Linked DNA regions of Sus scrofa: region 1 is linked to region 2. Evidence: chromatin contacts called from public Hi-C data. All regions are on one chromosome and are shown on one strand. Each heading gives the region's core, a stretch centred on a gene start, on an enhancer-like site or on the middle of the called end of the contact. The rest is flanking DNA. Distances are from core to core; before and after follow the strand shown. Region 1 has its middle 9.8 kb from the start of AFF1. Region 2 overlaps AFF1 (AF4/FMR2 family member 1).

What was found. A called contact is a pair of places that touch in the nucleus more often than the background predicts.
Region 1: a contact with region 2 is called in a Hi-C map of embryonic fibroblasts, with 3 times the contacts expected there. The contact joins two enhancer-like sites. A contact is called at or near these places in 1 of 5 promoter capture datasets (liver), 16 of 47 Hi-C or Micro-C datasets (alveolar macrophages, brain, embryonic fibroblasts and 9 more) and 2 of 2 datasets of contacts at active chromatin or transcription factors (alveolar macrophages and skeletal muscle).

The regions. Positions count from the first base shown.
Region 1 is chr8:131,932,649-131,936,563 of Sscrofa11.1, reverse strand. No RefSeq gene overlaps it. Among named protein-coding and RNA genes, the nearest start is that of AFF1, 9.8 kb to the right of the region's middle. Within about 2 kb of position 2,168, at least 31 of the 83 cell types and tissues checked have an H3K27ac peak or open chromatin away from gene starts, as enhancers often do. A contact at or near this core is called in embryonic fibroblasts and omental adipose tissue, where this site is marked.
Region 2 is chr8:131,775,236-131,778,924 of Sscrofa11.1, reverse strand. It overlaps AFF1 (AF4/FMR2 family member 1), which reads left to right. Exons shown (of 21, transcript XM_021101783.1): 8 at 1,253-1,304. Among named protein-coding and RNA genes, the nearest start is that of KLHL8, 140 kb to the right of the region's middle. Within about 2 kb of position 1,419, at least 16 of the 83 cell types and tissues checked have an H3K27ac peak or open chromatin away from gene starts, as enhancers often do. A contact at or near this core is called in embryonic fibroblasts and omental adipose tissue, where this site is marked.

The DNA of each region.
Region 1 (3,915 bases), core at 919-3,418, 160 kb before region 2:
TTCTGAGAACTTGTATGCCTGAGGCTGAATATCACTTTTACTATGCTTTTATTTATGAATGACTCTTTAGTCAAACACAGGATTCTAGGCTCAAGTTTTCTTCAGCTCAATATATATCATGCCTTTGTCTTCTTGCAGCCCATGTCCTGTGCAGAGGTCTAATATCAACACGATTCTTGTTCCTTTGGAGCTCACATGTCCCCTCTTTCTAGAAAGAGTTTTCTCTTTATATCTAGTTCTGTTGTTTTTTTTTTTTCTTCTTACCTCTTTGGCCTTTTATGATTTGAAAACATTCATCTTTCATTAGTTATGAGAAATTTATTTATTTATTTATTGTCTTTTCTAGGGCCACTCCCTCGGCATATGGAGGTTCCCAGGCTAGGGGTCTAATCGGAGCTGTAGCCACCGGCCTACGCCAGAGCCACAGCAACACGGGATCCCAGCCACATCTGCAACCTACACCACAGCTCACGGCAACGCCGGATCCTTAACCCACTGAGCAAGGCCAGGGATCAAACCTGCAACCTCATGGTTCCTGGTCGGATTTGTTAAGCACTGAGCCACGATGGGAACTCCAGTTATGAGAAATTTAATTTTAACTTTATTTTCTCTTCAATATGTCCTCCTTTTTTTTTTTTTTTTTTTGCTTTTGGTTGAATTGGAGCTAGAGTTGCCCCCTACACCACAACACCACAGCCACAGCAACACTAGATCCAAGCCACATCTGTGACCTATACCACAGCTCACGGCGACATCGGATCCTTAACTCACTGAGCAAATCCAGGGATTGAACCCGGATCCTCATGGACTTCAGAGGGATTCGTTACTGCTGAGCCATGACGGGAATTCCCCATGTGTTTTTTTTTTTTTTCCTATGTTTTATTCATTATTATTTCCTGCTACCTTTTCCATTTGTTTAGATGTGAGTTTCTAGAGGTGAGGTCAGCAAACTACATACAGTCCCTGGGCCAAATCCAGCTTGCCACTTGGTTTTGTAAACGAAGTTTTATTGGAAGAGTCATACACCTTCATTTATGTACTACCTCTGGCTGTTTTTGTGCTCCACGGGCAGAGCTGAGCAGTGGCAACAGAGACCATGTGACCCACAAAGCTTAAAATATTTATAATCTGGTCCCTTACAGAAAAAGCATGCCAACGCCTACTCTAGAGGTCAGGGACCATCTTGTCCTTCCTTCTGTCCCAAAGACCAGAATGTACTTTGCCCAAGTTTATTAAGCGAATGAATAAATCAGTAACTTTTGGAGGACAGATATTATTTTAAAAGGCAGAAATAGAGCATTCCAGCTAAAGGGAAGAGACAGAGTATAAGCAAAGACACAGACGTGAACATGAAGGGTAGATTTTCAGTAGAACCACATAAACACTTAACAAAAGCGAAGCCAAAAAGACTGATTTAAGAGCTCGTCTGAGGAGTCTCGGGTCTAGAAAGGGGAAGTGGTGCTTAATGCACTTTGCAAGGGCCAGATAAGTCACATGATCAGAGATAGGCTTAAGGAGGGCTCACGTGGCAGCCCTGTGGAGAACAGATTAGAGAGACAGCAGGGAAGAGATGCTGAATGGCTGCAGGCTACTGTAATAGAGAAAGGAAGAGGAGCCAGCAAGTTCAGGGAGACCGGGCAGCTTGTTAGAGAGCAAAACCCTTGAGAGTCACAGCCTCAGCCTCCATGGAGCTCCACAATATCTGAACTGCGAGTTAATGGTCAGGTTGATCTGTCTCTGAGTTCCTTCCCCTGTCAGACATAATGATCCAGTAAGGATGCAATTAGGAAAAGAAGCCTCATGCCCGGTGGTAGTTCCATAGAGAGAATTTAATAAGGGAACTAGTTAAAAGGCACAGGCTGAAGAGCTGTTAGACCAAATTGGGGAAGGTGAGGCTCCTCGGGGATTAAGCAACAGTAGGAAGCAATGAATAGCTGCACCCAAGGCTGGGCTGAGGGACGGCCTAGTGCTACCGGAGCCCAGGAGGCAGAGCCACCCCTCAGGATCCATGGGAGCTGGGGCTGCGGCGGAGGTGCAGCCACTGGGTGGGAGCCCCGGTCGGGAGCAGAAGGAGAGGAGAAGAATCGTGGCATCTGCCCTCTTCCTGCCTCCACTCCTCCCGGTGCCAGCCATTGGCTAAACCCAGCCGGAAGCCTATTTTCCTGGCAAGAAGCCTGGAAACGGTGGTTCCAAGAAACAACCCCTTGTGACTCACAGCCCGCTGGAGGAAGAGCCAGGACTGGATTTGAGGCAAATGAGCACACTTAGGGTTCCTGGGAACCCCGCAATTGAGATCACACACTGGGCCAACATGTAAGTCTTATGTGTTTATTACTTTTTTTTTTTTTTTTTTTGGCCCCAGGGTGGTACTTGGGGCCTATGGAGGTTCCCAGGCTAGGGGTCGAATCAGAGCTGAAGCCTCCAGCCTACACCACAGCCACAGCCACGCCGGATCCTTAACCCACTGAGCGAGGCCAGGGATCGAACCCGCATCCTCATGGATCCTAGTCGGGTTGGTTAACCACTGAGCCATGATGGGAACTCCATCCTCTTCCCCTTTCCTACATCTCTTTTGAAACCTTTTACTCTTCTCCCTTTACTTTCAGGCCTCTGGAAGTATTTCTAGTTTCTAAAACTTACCGTGAACTCTGTCACTCTGGGATGTGTGCATTTTAGCGCCCTGGGCCCCCTGCAGTCACGCCACTCCCCACCGTCCTCTTTTCCTTTTATGGTTCCTCTTGGGTTCTACTTCGGGCAGGACGCCTTTTTTTTTTTAGGGCCGCTCCCTCGGCATATGAAGGTTCCCAGGCTAGGGGTCCAATTGGAGCTGTAACTGCCGGCCTACGCCAGAGCCACAGCAACGCCAGATCTGAGCCGTGTCGGCAACCTACACCACAGCTCATGGCAATACCGGATCCTCAACCCATTGAGCGAGGCCAGGGATCGAACCCGCATCCTCATGGACACTAGTCATTCATTTCTGCGGAGGCATGATGGGCACTCCCGTATTACTTTTCTATTGACGCATTAAAAGTTACCACCAACCTCACAGTCTAAAACAACTCCCATTTATCACCTCAGAGTTTCTGTAACTCAGGAGTCCAGCATATTTACCTGGGTCCACTGCTCTGGATCTCAGCCAGGCTGCAGTCAAGGTGGTATCTGCCTATATCTTCGTTTGGAGCCTTACAGGGAAAGATCCATTTCCAAGTTCCCTCGGCAGAATTCATTGCCTTGCAGTTGTGTGGCTGAGGTTCCTACTTTTTTGCCAACCGGAGGCCAAAGATCACTCTCAGGTCCTTGTTACATGGCCCTCTCTTTCCAGAAACATAGCAAATCGTTCCTTCAAGGCCAAAGGAGAGCATCTGCTGTAGCTCTGAACCTCTCCAACTTCCTCCTTCTTTGGCCCCTGGATCTTCCTTTTAAAAAGAGCTCACTGGAATTCCTGTTGTGGCTCAGCGGGTTCAGAACCCGACATGGTGTTCCTGAGGATTGGTTCCAACCCGGGTTTCGCTCAGCGGATGAAGGGTCCCACACTGATGCAGGCTGCGGTGCAAGTCTTGGATGGGGCTCAGATCCAGCGTTGATGTGGTGGTGGCTAGGCCGGCAGCTGCATCTCTGATTTAACCCCTAGCCTGGGAACTTCCATATGCTGCAGGTGTGGCCCTAAAAAGAAAGAAAGAAAAAACCTCACCTGCTTAGGTCCGACTCGCCCGCACTCAGAGAGAGGCAATTAAATAGCAAATACACACCAGGAGTGGGAAACTTCAGGGCCATCTTCAAATTCTGCCTTCAACACTTTCCTTGGAGATGTGAACTCTCCAAGGACAAAGGCAGTCTCTTGTTTGTCTTTATATCCTGTAATTGAACTGAAGTAGTAGCTATTTGGTGAAAGAATGAGAAATGAAACAAAAA
Region 2 (3,689 bases), core at 170-2,669:
TGTTGGGTGGGGAGGAAGGGCCGTATGTGTAGATACAGCTTTCAGAAAGGTGGACTGTGACAGATTTCACAATTCGGATGTCTTGAGTTGTCTCTTGGTTTTGGAGTCTGTGGAGGGATAGGGATTTTACTTGTATGTGCCCCAGTATTTCTGTCCGCATGGGCAAAACACACGGCTGCCTGAGGACTACCAGAGCCTCGTGGAGCTGGATGTGAGTGGACTTTAGCCCCAGGAATGTGTGGCCGCAGCCTGGCTAGCTTGCCAGGAGGGGAAGCAGTTTAAACACGTCGTGTAAGAGCTGCTGCCACCACGAGGATAAGGCGCTTAACTGCAGACCTCAAGGGTCTCCACAAGGCATTTGTGGTTCCTTTCCTCACCCCAGATTTCTGTCGCTGTCCTGGTGGCGCCAGCAGCGTCGTCTTCCTGAGGCCTTGCTGTGTCCTGCTTCGGCGGGGTCTTCATTGCCCAACGACTCCCGTTTTCACGTCTCATCGAGGCACTCGGGACCCCCCGAAATCTGCCTCCCCTGGTCCTCTCGTGCACGCGGCACCCGGCCTTCTTCCCCGTCCCGATCTGGCCCGGGTCAAGTCCTAAAGAGGTTGAGATCCTCCGTCCTTGGTCCCTTTTCTAATTCGCTGCCTCCGGTCACGACCAGCGGCTGAGCATTCTCTCGAGCCCCCAGCCGTCCATGCAGAGGCTGCGGCGCGTGCTCATCCCGCACCGCCTCGCGCTGCAGACACGCGTGCGCGTCCCATGTCCCTCCAGCAGCCGTCGTCGAGGACGGGGGCAAATGCCTTGAATAGTTGGTGTCTCGGGGGCAGTTTGTAAAGCACGGATGAATAAATGAAGTGGGGGCGTTGAGCAGTGGGGGAAGAGGTGGGGACACAGTGGGCCAAGGACAGAGGCTGTACAAGGGCGTGCTGGCAAGTCACTGCTGGGTGTGTGACGTCCCATCACGTGGGCCTCGGCAGCCCCCAGCAGCTGCCGGCAAGCGGTCTGCGTGCTGCAGGCGATGCCCTCAGAGTGTGTGTGTTTTAAGGGCTTCCCAGTCCTGGGCAGACCTTCTCGCTAAAGGTGACACGAGCATGCTTTTGTAAGCAGAGTGTCGCACTCTGCTCGACAGCCCTGAAGTCTCCTGAGCGTTTGGGTGGAAAAGGAGGGAGGGCAGCAAAAAAGGGGAGGGAATTTGTAACTAAGTCTCCCGAACTCGTCCTTGTGCTGCTCTGATCGTTTTTTTTTTCCTCCCCCACAGAACAATATGACACATCTTCAAAACCCCACAGTAATCCTCAGCAGGGAACATCGTAAGTTAAAAAAAAGAATGCTTTCGTTTATGAAAAGTTGATGATGTAACATTGTAAGGTCCCCTGTCAATCGGTTGTTGAGAGCCCCCTCCCCCGCTGCTTTCAGTCATGACGCGTGAAGTACTGCTGCCTTGTAAACGGGAGGCATAACCCACATTTCTGTTTGGATTAAGCTCTCCCGTTGGAGGTTTAGACACCAGAAGAGTTTGCTAAAGGGTTTTCTTAAAAAGAAAGGCTTTTGAACTATTGTTTGCATGTTAACTGTGGAAAATTGAAGGTTTTAGCGTTATAAATTTTAGTCTTAAATAGCTTTAGCTTTTGGAAACAAATTTTGGGGGCGTGTATGTGTGCGCACACAATTTCAGGTTTCCTGCCACTTTTTTGGCCCAGTTTTAACTAATAAAGAATGAGCCTTACTGCCCAGCTGTTCTTTATTAAGGCCAAGCGAAGTCCAGATATATCTTGGGTTTTTGGAACAGTTGAAACCAACTGCATAGTGAAGATTTTTAAGCCGGCATTTTGACCCAATTTGTCGTTTCTTGGTGGTATTGCACTCATCTGTCTGTCTTCGTGGCTAGCAGTGGTTCAGGGGCTAAGCAAGGAGGCCCTTGTTTCCTCAGTATCTGATCAGTTAGTACCATGCCAATTGCTCATCTCCACGGAGTCCAGGTTCAAGCTCCGGCTTTCTTCTGTTTTCCGGGTGTAGTATTTGTTCCCTGTGTTTGGGGAGGGATGTTGCTGGGGACTGGATCTCTCAAAGGCTGTCATAGTTGAGGCAGAGTGGTTCTCGGTATCCGCTCACCACCTGAACGTGGCCGAGTTAAGTCCTGGTCCCTGGGGCCGGGTCCTTGATGCAGTTGTTTTCACTTCTCTGCAGCAAAGTAAGAAAAAAAGGAACGAGGGGGGTTTTGGTTAAAAGACAAATTTGTTGTAGTTTGAAGGATGGATTTTCATGTGTGTAAAAAAAAGTCTGTTTTGTTTACGATTCTGGCTGAGGTGAGTTTTCACTTATTTTTTTTACCCTTTGCTGGAAAAAAGAATTAACCCTATATTAGTTATTCTTTTCTGCCTTTTTTTCCCTCCTTTTCTCTTTTTAAAAAATATTTCTCAAATAATTTTTTTTTTGCTTTTTTGCTTTGCTTTTTAGGGCTGCACCTGCGACATATGGAAGTTCCCAGGTTAGGGGTGAAATCCGGAGCTACAGCTGCCGGCCTACCCCACAGCCACAGCAATGCCAGATCTGAGCCGCATCTGCAACCTGCACCGCAGCTTGCAGCAAAGCTGGATCCTTCACCCACTGAGCAGAGCCAGGGATCAAACCCGCATCCTTGTGGGTACTGGTTGGATTTGTAACCAGCTGAGCTGCAGCAGGACCTCCTCCTCCTTTTTCCTTTTAAGAAAACTTTTCTCCTGAGTTCTGAAAGTCTAGAATCACCCACTTAGATTATAGTTAGAGGGGGAGGTGGTCAGTTAAGCCAGATGGCAGTAGGTGGAAAATAGACATGACAGCGCCAAGGACCACACTCCTGCTAATTCCGTGCAGGCTCTGTAACATCCCTGAGGTTCTGTGCCTTGTGCTCTTTGTAATGGTTGGTAGTAAAGCCCTTTCGACCATAAGAGCCCCTGGCTGATGTCTTAGGAGGAGTGGGGAATTGAACTTGTGTCCCTGGAGTTGCCATTGTGGCTCAGTGGGTTTCAAAACTGACTAGTATCCATGAGGATGTGGGGTCCATCCCTGGCCTTGCTCAGTGGATTAAGGATCCGGCATTGCCGGGAGCTGTGGTGTAGGTCACAGACACGGCTCGGATCCCGTGTTGGCTGTGGCTGTGGCGTAGCCCGGCAGTCGCAGCTCTGACTGGACCCCTAGCCGGGTACCATCTTTATGTCACAGGTGTGGCCCTTAAAAAAAAAAAAAATAAAAAGGATGTGTGTCCCTTTTGGCAATAAGAACAGAAGGGAAGTGGGCCCTGAGGAGCAGAGCTGGAAAAAGAAGCAGGTTTGCAGAGGAAGCCCCTGGGTCTCGTGTCGACCTGAGCCATCACTTCACACAGTTCGGGTCAGAGCTACAGCCTCCGACCCCAGTTCCCATCAGCTTTCCGACTAGAGTAGCTGGCATGGGCTCAGACTGTTTCTATGACAATTCTACTCATCTGAGAAAGGGGCTGTTCTGATAAGTGAGTTAAACCACTGAAATCAGAGGTGCCCGCACATTTATAAGAGGTACGCTTTATTTTTTTAAGTTTTTTGAAATCATAGTTGATTTACAATGGAGGTATGCTTGTATCTTGCAAACATAGGTAATGTTTTCTTTATAAAAACGGCTGAGGGAGTTCCCGTTGGGGCTCAGCAGAAACAACTCCGACTAGTATCCAAGAGGATGCGGGT